Regions from separate parts of the Mus musculus genome. Here all the other regions are linked to region 3. A link is a contact called in public promoter capture Hi-C data. All regions are on one chromosome and are shown on one strand. The core of a region is the stretch at or near the end of the contact, and the rest is flanking DNA. Distances in the headings are between cores, read along the strand shown.

Region 1 (3,629 bases), core at 556-3,055, 690 kb before region 3:
CTCTCAACTGTAAGCCAGCACCAGTTAAATGTTTTCTAAGAGTTGCCATGGTGTCTCTTCACTGCAACAGAAACCCTAACCAAGACAGAAGTTGGTGCCAGGGGCTGGGGTATCGCTTTGATAAGCCTGACATGATTTTGTTTGAAGGAATGTGGACTCTGAAACTTTGGATTAGAAAAGATTAACACTTAAGTCAGGGCTTCAGTAGGAACATGAAAGGCAGTGATGCTGAAGGTGACTTGAACTGTGGGGGCCTGGCTCACGAACTTTCATAGGGGAAGGATTTTAGTATGTGGCTTAGAGATCATTATTGTGATAATTTGGCAATAAATGCGGCTGCTTTTGCCCTTGTCCAGAAAGTCTTTCTGAAGCTAAACTGAACAGTTTGGGGTTAATGGCATTGGCAGAGAAGATTTCAAAGCAGTCTAGTATAGACTGTGCTGTGTAGTTATTAATGGTCAGTCATATGCAGATCTACAAAGAAAAGGAGCAAGCCAGTAAGCAGCACTCCTCCATGGCTTCTGTATCCGCTCTGCCTCCAGCGTCCTGCCCTGTTTGAGTTCCTGTCCTGACTTCCTTCTATGATGAAGCCTTCCCTTTCCATTTTGCTTTATGATCGTGGTGTTTCACTGCAGCACTAGTAACCCTATCCTGCTGAGGATAAAGTGAGATTCACACTGTATTAGGATAAAAATATGGACCAAAAACCAAAAATGTAATAACTTATAAAACAGAATGTCTCCAAATGCTGAAGCATCCAAGCTTGACCTGAGATCCCACAGTTAAACTGTGACACACAAAAATGTCATACTACACAGTGACAGATACAGCACATGGAGTTTACAAAAAGTGGCAAACGGGGGAGGGGGAACCACAGAAGGTCAGCATCCACAGAGCTCAGAATTCTCACTATACATAATTTTTTTAAATAAAGTAAAATAATCTGGTAAGATACATTGTGAAAGGAAACTCATGAGGAGGAGAAACAAAGGAAATTCTATGCATGGTACTGAACACATTGGCAAAGATAGGTGCTCAAAGGAAACCTAAACTAACTCGTGAATAAATACAAAGAAACCAAACCAAGTGGCCCTCCTGGAATGGCTGCGGTGTGTGCACACACAGGTGTGTCTGTACTAACAAACTGTTATGCAAACATCTTTGGCAAAACTCAAAAGAAAAAAAAAAAAAAAAACAGAGGCAGGCAGAGGTATGAGCATGTTGGGGAAGGCTGTGTGTTGTGAAGTGTGTTCTCCAGTTGATTAAATATAGGACGTGCAACTAACTCTCCCGGGCCCAGCCCACACAGGGGCTGAGTAGCAGAACAGGGTTCTGAGGATATCATGGGGCTGGAGAGACGGCTCAGTAGTTAAGAACACTGGCTGCTCTTCCAGAGGACCTTGGCTCCATTCCCAGGACCCACATGGCATCTTCCAACCATCCAGAACTCCAGTTCCAGGAGATCTGGTACTTTCTTCTGACTTTCATAGGTACTGGGCACACACAGTACACATGTATGTGTGTGTTGGTTAAAAATGGGGTCCCAGTCAGGCAGTGGTGGCGCACGCCTTTAATCCCAGCACTTGGGAGGCAGAGGCAGGCGGATTTCTGAGTTCGAGGCCAGCCTGGTCTACAAAGTGAGTTCCAGGACAGCCAGGGATATGGAGAGAAACTCTGTCTCGAAAAAACAAAAACAAAAACAAAAACGGGGTCCCGTGTCTGGCTCACCACGGGTCTAGGGCCACTCATGGAGGCTGATGTGGGAAGTTTGACTGTGCCGCGGACCCCATGCAGCTGCAGCCACTGCCGGGTGGGCGTCAGGCTGTGAGAAGCCGCAGGACTCCGCTCTGGGGATGGGGAAGGCGCAGTCTGAGGTCCCAGTGGATCTGCCAGCGTTGGCTCAGGGTCCCCAGGCCCGCATGGAGGCCGAGGATGACAGTTTCGGGCTTTCAAACATCCCAGACACCGCTGTATGCTTCAGAAGAGCTGAGAACAGAGCGGGGCCCACGGGTGGGCTCTGGCCCAGGGTTGAAGGGAAAAGGACAGGGAGGAGAGCTCCGGCTGGGTCCCGCGGGGAGGGGAGTCCTTGTCTTGCTTAGGCTGGTGGCTTGGTGGTGAGCAGCTTGTCTCAGCTGGCTGCCTTGGCTGAGAGGACAGAGAGGCCTCCGGCATGCTCCTTAGAGGGAGACCTGCTCCATTGCTCCAGCACTGCGGATCCCCCTGAGAAGAGGCAGTCCATGGTTTTAAGGTGTTTATTAAAGAAGGGCAGAGAGAGGGAGAGAGTAGAGAAGTAGAGGCCGGCAATGGCCACAAGGAGAGAGGGGAGAAGGGAATGAGGAGAGAGGGGGAGCAAGAGGGCAGGAGAGAAGCAAGCAGGAAGCAGGAGTAAGTGAGGGAGGAGGGGCAAGCAGTTCCTTTTATAGTGGGCCAGGACTACCTGGCTGTGTTGCCAGGTAACTGTGGGGGTGGAGTCCAGTCAGAATGCCAGGAACTTGGGGCATTGCCATACATGACTAATGGCCACACACCTCTCTGCTGTGGGAAGGGGCTGTGGGAAGCTGTAGCTAGGACAGGACCCAGGAGCCCAGGAGCCCAGGAAGCATGGCTGAGAAGTCACCTACAGGGTCACCAGGGTTTAAAGCCTGTGCTTGACCGGGGACCAGGCTGCCTGTGCACAGCTCACTGCCCCACGTGTGTGTGTGTGTGTGTGTGTGTGTGTGTGTGTGTGTGTGTGTGTAAAATACATGTATATATATTTATATGCAGGCAAAATATACAACACACACACACTATAAAACGACCTGTGGCTATGGCTACAGCCCCTTTTTTTCTTTTGCAATGAGCATTTGTGCTTCCTCCCTCCTCCCTCCAGGCCTTTATGATTTTCCACCTTTTCATTAACAAAACAACAAGACCACTTAGCATCTATTTTTTGTTATTATCTTCTGACTTATCAACCTTTTTGCACTGGTTTCTTTTTAGTTGTGTGTATTATATGTCTGTAAGAGGCTGTGCGCACATGACTGCAGATGCCCTCAGAAGCCACAGTCATGGGATCCCCTAGAGCTGGGCTTACAGGAAGGGGTAGCCTGAGCCCTGGGAACTGAACTGCAATCCTCTGCAAGAGCAGTGCTCCATATCAACCGTCAGGTCCTCTCTCCAGTCCCCATACTAAGCTCTACCTTCTATGTGGAGTGACTTAATTGGCTGATGATCCCCCAGCTGTGGACTCTGTGATGTCCTTGCTTTCTATCAACGCTGATTTCCTGCTAACTGCATCTGAGATGTAGCCATAAGTCACAGGTGCGGAAAGCAAAGTTCTGTCACTTGTCATAATACATAATTCTACTTTTTATTAAAATCTCCTTCAAATGAAGAAGTGACTTCACATTTTCAAAGGAGATTTGTTTTTATTTTATATAAATGAGCATTTGCCTGTGTGTTTGCCTGCTACCCTTGGAGGCCAGAAGAGGGCGCCAGATCCCCTGCAACTGAAGACCGTTGTGGGTCACCCTGTTCCTCTGCAAAAGCAACAGTGCTCTTACACGCTGACCCCTCTCTCCTGCCCCAGGTTCACATTTCTGAGGATCCAAACGTGGCGTTGGGAAGCCATCTTCCCTGTGATGATT
Region 2 (3,306 bases), core at 630-3,129, 710 kb before region 3:
ATGGTGCCTGAATGCTCTACCTGTGGGGCTGCTTCCATGCTGCCTGAGCGAGGCAAAGGTGCTTACCGCAACTCCAGCTTGCTCTGCAGCTCCTGGAGGATCTCTGTGGACTGCCTGTGATAGTCTAATGCCGCCTCTACAAACACAGCCAGCTGGCTCACTTGCTCTACCTGTGGCAGAAGTGCAAAGTTACTCTATGCTGGCCAGAGCCCTTGGGATACCCAGAGCAAACAGGAAGCCAGTGACAGCAGCTCAGCTCTGCAAGGCGGCTTGGCAACTGTCTGAGCCCTGGTCCATGTCATCTCATCCCATCTTGGAGCCCTAGGATCATGAGGTCACATCAGAGCTGTCAAGTTGATTTGTTATTCCGAATCTGCAGTAACTTGCCCATCTCCAGTAGAAAGACAGGGCATCAAATGGAGGGATGGAGTTGCCATCCTACAGTCAAAATTCTGACCCATAATTGTTCCTGTGTAAAAGAACTGCAGGGACAAAAATGAAAAAGAGACTGAGGGAAAGGAGGTCCAGTGACTGTCTCTTACGGTTATAAAATTATATCCTGAGTGGTTTGTTTTTTAATGTTCTAAAAGTCATGGATCTAAAGATGGCAGGAAAGAGTTTCCCAACTGTAAATGAAACCAATGGTAGGCATGAGAGCTTGCTTAGGGAAATGTCCCTGTGAGTACTTTCTAGTTAAGCCAGAACAAGGAACAAAGTCAGCTAATATATACTCAGAGAAACTGGGGACATAAGGCAAGTCACACCTGTTCCAGGGCAAATAAATGTTCCCTGCGTTTCTGCTGCCATTCACAAAGCATCTTCCCTGCCACATACAGCAGAAAGGATGAGCATGGAGACCCCATTGTTCCTCTTCCCCACAAATACATACATCAGAAAGGATGAGCAAGGAGACCCCATTGTTCCTCTTCCCACAAATACATACATCAGAAAGGATGAGCAAGGAGACCCCATTGTTCCTCTTCCCACAAATTGGAATGTTCGTGAAGGTAGTGGCTGATTACAGTGGCACTTGGGGTGGGGGAGAATGGGGAGAGGATTACGGCAGGGTCCCATGTTGCCCACATTCTCCTCATACCAATTATATAGCCAAGGCTGGCCTTGAACTGCCTCCTCCTCCTCTCAAGTGCTGTGAGGTTTTGTTTGGAAGCAGTTTGTAAGAAAGGCCCAGAAGAGCTGCAGTCTTGAAGAAGGACCTGAGAGAAACCTGCATCAGGGGGGCTGAAGAACCACCACAGCAAATCAGGATTAAGTTTATTTCTAGAACCTTCTGTAGCAAGCCCCCAAAGATTGAGGTAATTCCTCCCAACCAGCCATTCCCAGTCCAAACCTCAAAACCTCCAGATCTCCACAGAGACACAAATCAAAACCGCCCGTCGCAGGCTTCGCCCAAGCAGCCTTTTCTTACATAGCATTCTAACCATCCGAGGCAGGGTCTGGTTGTTCCTCACTCCGCCATCTGCTTCTCCCTGAGGAGCCAACGGGGGAGCTGCTGGCTTCCACAGATCCATTTGCGTTCGTGTATTGTTGAGAACTCTTCCTGCCCACGTTTTACAAACACAGCTTCAATGTGTGTTTACAACATATACAGAGCCCACTCATGCCAGGAATGCAGTGGGCACACGCATGACTAAGGAAAGCCCTGGCATCGTGCTTGCCTTACCGTGCTCTGTGGCTAGGAAAACAGCCCTGGCCCTCCATTTCCCAAAACCCAATAAACAAAACAAGGACAGCCTGGGCCCTGCAAAACCCAAGGATTTCTTACATTTCACCTCTTTGGCTTTTACCAACACTTTTGAACAAGTCCAGCACCACAGCCTGACATGATCGTGGCAGATTCTGCTAAGAATAGAGCACTGCTCCCTTGCAATGCTACAGCTGCACGCTCTGTGAAAATCGCCGTGACCTCTCTGTCTCTAGAAATAGTAAGGTGTCTGTTTTGAGCCTCATTTTAACTAAGCCAGCTATCTGCAAAATTCAAAGAGGGCTAAAAGCAACCAGGTGAATAACTTGATCGTGCATGTGCAGTTCACAAATATCGTGCACGTGAGTGGGAGTCACACCAACTATGCTCTCTGACAGCTAAGATCATGCAACCTAGAACTCCATCTGGAATCCTTCCCTTAGCAGCTGACTTTGGGAAGGCGACAGATTCCAGAGCCCCTAAAAGCTTGGGAGACAGCAACATCAGCACTCCACGTGGTGCCTGCACATAAGGGGGTGCCCAGCAAAGTTACCAGACTCGGCTCTTCCTACTGAGGGCAAGTCAGATGAAGGCAAGTCAGATTCAAACTGGATTATCTCGGTCACGGTCAGGAGTCAGAAGCTTCTCTCTGCCTCCTAGGACGTGAGCTGTATGTGAACCAGCAGAGATGGCGTCTGCTTCCAAGGGTACAACTTGAACTAAATACCTTGAAGGACAGAGCCAAGCTAAAGCAACAAACTCGGGGCCTGCAAAAGCCAAAGACTGTCCAGGCAAACACACCCTCCATCGGCCACATTACGAAACTTGAAAGCTGCCTGTTGGTTTCATTTGTGGGTGAAAGCTATGAATATGCTAGGTTGTACAGGAAGGGGTACCCAGCAGATAGGTTACACTAGCAACCTTGAAACACGGTGGTATCTTGGGTTTCCAAGGTAGCCCAAAGTAACTATAAACTGTCTTTGGGTTGATAATGCAGCCCAGATGGTAGAATGCTGACCCTGAATGCACCAAGCCCTGGGTTCAACTCTCAGTGTTACCTAAACCAGAGGTAGAGACAGGAATCCCAGTGCTTAAGAGGAAGACAGAGAGGCAGAGCCAGGCGAATTTCTGAGTTTGAGGCCAGCCTGGTCTACAGAGTGAGTTCCAGGACAGCTAGGACTACACAGAGAAACTCTGTCTTGAAAAAAAAAAAAGGAAAAGAAGAAGAAGAAGAAAAAGAAGAAGAAGAAGAAGAAGAGGAGGAGGAGGAGGAGGAGGAGGAGGAGGACGACGACGACGACGACGACGACGACGACGACGACGACAACGACAGAGGGTTCCAGGTCATCCTCACTGCAATGAAGCCAAGCTAGGAGCCACAAAGCTAAGGAATTCTTGTGCTCTCCAGAGACTGCAAAGGATGACAAAGCAGGCTCTTTCCTTCAAGCCTCCAGTCCTGCCATCTCCCCCTATAGTCTAATTTCCAACCTCCAGATCAGAAGGCAATCGATTTGTACTCTTTAGCCGCAGTGCTGCTTGTGGACACTTGTTACAGGAGTCACAGAAAACGAACAACACTTTTTTCTTCTCTTCTCAAACCAAGA
Region 3 (3,376 bases), core at 446-2,945:
GGGGCAGGTGGTCCCGGGCTAAGAAAGGTAGCCATACAGCCAGTAACCAGCCTTCGTCCATATCTGTGCTCCAGAACCTATCCTGGCTTCCCTTGATGATGGAATGTAACCTGTAAGCCAAATAGGCCCTTTCTGCCCAGAGTCGCTTCTGGTCAGAGTGTTTAGCAGAGCAACAGAAAACACACTGGAACCGTGGCTCAATAAGGAAAAACAGGAAATGTCCGAGGAGTGTCCAGAATGTGGAATGAAGCTCTGAAACTTGGCTCTCTTCGTGAAATTGTTGCTGGGTAAAACTTATACATTCTCCCTAAATCTTCCAGTGAAGTGAAAAGTCCCCACTCTTTAGGGTCTGTTAAGTTTACCACACAAATAATGAATGTGTGTGTCTCAAATTATCTGGTCCAAAAGAGCCTTCTTGTTGTTGCCATTAAAGGCAGATGAGTAAAGCCTCACTCCCCGAGGGCTTTCCATCTGCTTGAAGATAATAATAAAAATCCTTATTGCTTGAAGAAAAAATAATAAAACTATCTTTTAAATGTCATTCATCCTCAGACAGTTTTAGCCATCCCTCATCTTCTCCGGAGAACCCCAAATTGCTTCCACTTAGCTTATGTTTTTATTCCGACGGACATGCCTTGTTTTCAGTTTTACTTTCATATTTCTGGCCTTTCCCATTACAACATCCTGCTCTGCCCAGAACAGGGAAAAGGTGAAGCGCAGAGCCTGGCTCAGAACTGCAAGTAAACTTTTACCTAACCCCAGGACTGGAGAGGCTGAGGCAGAGGAATGTCCTGAGTTCAAAGCCAGCCTGGACCACAGATTGAGACCCTGTTTCAAAAACAAAAACAAACAACCAAAACAACAACAACAACAACAAACCAAGAGAGCCAGGCGGCGCGGAGCCGAACTCTGATAATCCTAGCAGAAAACAAAAACAAAAAAACACAAAACACCACCACCACCGTGTTTCAACTTCAAGGTCCCCACTCTCTCTCAACAGAGGCGCAGGTGCACCAGCGACGCCCGGTGCGCATCACGAGTGTCCCGCGGACCCGCCCTCGGCCCGGGGCCTCATACCTGGTGCAGCCGGGTGGCCGTTTGGCCCAGGCGAGCGCGCAGCGTCCTCTCGCGGAACTCGCTCAGGCCCTCGCAGTCTGCCGAGTCACCCGGGGCCGGGAAGAGCACGTCGCGCACGGTGGCGCCGCCGCATCCTTCGGCCGCCAGGCCCAGGTAGTGCTCCAGCTGCCGGCACAGCTCCTGCAGCGCCGAGTCGCCAGGGTCCGCAGGCGCCGGCCACAGGAGCGGCCACAGGAGGGCCCACAGCCCGCGTCCCAGGCCCCAGCCCGCGCCGCTCGCCGCGTCCAGCTCGGGCGGCAGCGGCGGGAAGCAGGGCTCCAGGGCCGGCCACAGCGCCGCCAGCTGCCGGTGCGCGCCGCGGAACCCGGCGGGCGACAGCACCCCGGCCCAGCTACATCCCCCGTCGCCGGCCTCCCGCCGCTCGCGCCGCCGCCGCTGCGCCGTGCGGTCGTGACAGGTGACGGCGAACTGGCCCTTCGCGGCGTTCCAGGCCACCAGGAAACGCAGCTGATGGCGCTCGGGCTCCGGGAAGAGGTCCTCACGCAGCGGAACCCAGCCATCCAGGCTGTCGGGCTGCTCGCTGTCCATGGCAGCCGCACACCCTTAGACTGCGACAGGCCACGACATTTTCCGGGAGCCGCTACTGTCAGTCAGAGGCGCAGAAGCTCCCGCCCCCTCATTCTGATAGGCTGTGTGAGGGAGGCTGTCTGGAGTTGGTTAAGTGAAAGCCAATGGAAAGTCTTTTCGGGGAGGCGGGACAAAGTCTCCCTTTTACAACACCGGCGAACCTTGAACTCTCTAAGTGAACCAGGCTAGCCTTGAACTCGTAAGAGACCACCCTGCTTCTGTCTCCTGAGTGCTGACATTAAAGGCATACAGCCGCTATGTTCGGCAAAGATTTTATTTTTAAGCCCATGTATACATGGGCAGGACGACATCACACCTTAGTACAGATGCCAGAAGAGGGCGTCATGTCCCCTAGAACTGAATACTCTATGGGGCTGTTAACAGCTTAATGCACTCTCTAAAAATAGTAATTCTTAGCTGCTGAGCCATCTCTCAAGCCCCTATCTTAGTTCTCAACATTACAATGAGAATTTCCCTCAACAGGATCCTATTAAGTATGTGGCTCCTGAAACAAACATACTGGCAAGATCAAACTTCTATTTGAACTCAATATTTACTTACTGAGGGCTCTGGGGTGTCAAAAACTAGATCGCAGACACATTTATTTTTGTCAATATAGTAAACTTACTGAGTATCTGCTGTGTTGTTGGTATATTGAGATGGGGGAGAGGGGGAGTGCCTAAATATTTCTGCTTTCCAAGCCAGTCTATGCCAAGCATCATCCTGACAGCAAGGATTTGAGACCTAGAGAGGGAATTTGTCTACAATATATGTGCACCAAGGCTAAGCAGGATGGCCTCACTACTGAAAGCATGCCGCCGGGGTATTATAACAAGCCAATAGAAAGTGCTGCTGCATTTCCTCACATGAGCCCTAAAGATGCCAGTTCTAAACCTGCAGCCACCTTAGATTCCGAGAACAACAGACAGCCATAAAAACCTTTATGATCTAAGGCAAGGTGAACCTTGAAGAAGAGGTCACACCTGTCCTCAGAAGAAGTGATTATCTATGCTAAAAAGCTGTGCCCTCCAGAGCAAGTAACTATTCCTGGAGATGACAAGACCTGTTGGGAAGGACCTTGAGATGAGGGGCAGCTAAACCACACCTTGGTAAAGAATGCCTGCATATGCATATCTCCTTTTTAAATGCACTTTATTCCTAGGAGAGGATCTTTGTCCATTCTGGCTCCATTGGAGCCTTTCGGCTCAGATGCCAAGCTTTGTCCTTCCTTCAGATTAAAACTGAAATCTTTGTCCTCCTTGTATTTGATCTGTTGGCCTTCACCATCCTAGGCCTTCAGTTTGCTAACCACAGAAGCCTCCATAATCTTATGAGCTAATTCTTCAAAATCAATCTCTCCATTGTGTAAGCATCCTGTTAGTTTATTCCATCTAAAGAACCTTGATGTTAATACAGTGTGTGTGCTTGTGTATGTGTGCTTGTGTGTGTGCTTGTGTGTGTGCTTGTGTGTGTGTGCTTGTGTGTGTGTGTGCTTGTGTGTGTGTGTGCTTGTGTGTGTGTGCTTTGTGTGTGTGCTTGTGTGTGTGTACTTGTGTGTGTGTGCTTGTGTGTATGTGTGTGCTTGTGTGTGTACTTGTGTGTGTGTGTGTGTGTGTGTGTGTGCGCTTGTGTGTGTGTGTGTGTGTACACACTTGTATGTGCTCATGCATGT

Evidence for each region. Promoter capture Hi-C pulls out the DNA fragments that hold promoters and counts their contacts.
Region 1: a contact with region 3 is called in a promoter capture Hi-C map of pre-B cells, with 5 times the contacts expected there. The contact joins the enhancer-like site here to the promoter of Whamm in region 3. A contact is called at or near these places in 14 of 39 promoter capture datasets (the 3T3-L1 cell line, 3T3-L1-derived adipocytes, the C10 cell line and 10 more) and 1 of 484 Hi-C or Micro-C datasets (adipose-derived mesenchymal stem cells).
Region 2: a promoter capture Hi-C map of hippocampal neurons shows a contact between it and region 3, with 3 times the contacts expected there. The contact joins the enhancer-like site here to the promoter of Whamm in region 3. A contact is called at or near these places in 6 of 39 promoter capture datasets (the C10 cell line, the SN4741 cell line, embryonic stem cells and 3 more).

What each region holds. Positions count from the first base shown.
Region 1 is chr7:82,263,202-82,266,830 of GRCm38.p6, reverse strand. The region is part of intron 2 of Sh3gl3 (SH3-domain GRB2-like 3); the gene reads right to left. Among named protein-coding and RNA genes, the nearest start is that of Gm32903, 9.1 kb to the right of the region's middle. Within about 2 kb of position 1,805, at least 12 of the 459 cell types and tissues checked have an H3K27ac peak or open chromatin away from gene starts, as enhancers often do.
Region 2 is chr7:82,280,919-82,284,224 of GRCm38.p6, reverse strand. It overlaps Sh3gl3 (SH3-domain GRB2-like 3), which reads right to left. Exons shown (of 9, transcript NM_017400.7): 7 at 67-170. Among named protein-coding and RNA genes, the nearest start is that of Gm51492, 14 kb to the left of the region's middle. Within about 2 kb of position 1,879, at least 19 of the 459 cell types and tissues checked have an H3K27ac peak or open chromatin away from gene starts, as enhancers often do. A contact at or near this core is called in hippocampal neurons, where this site is marked.
Region 3 is chr7:81,569,611-81,572,986 of GRCm38.p6, reverse strand. Whamm (WAS protein homolog associated with actin, golgi membranes and microtubules) reads right to left here and starts at 1,695. Exons shown (of 10, transcript NM_001004185.3): 1 at 1,078-1,695. The coding sequence starts at 1,665.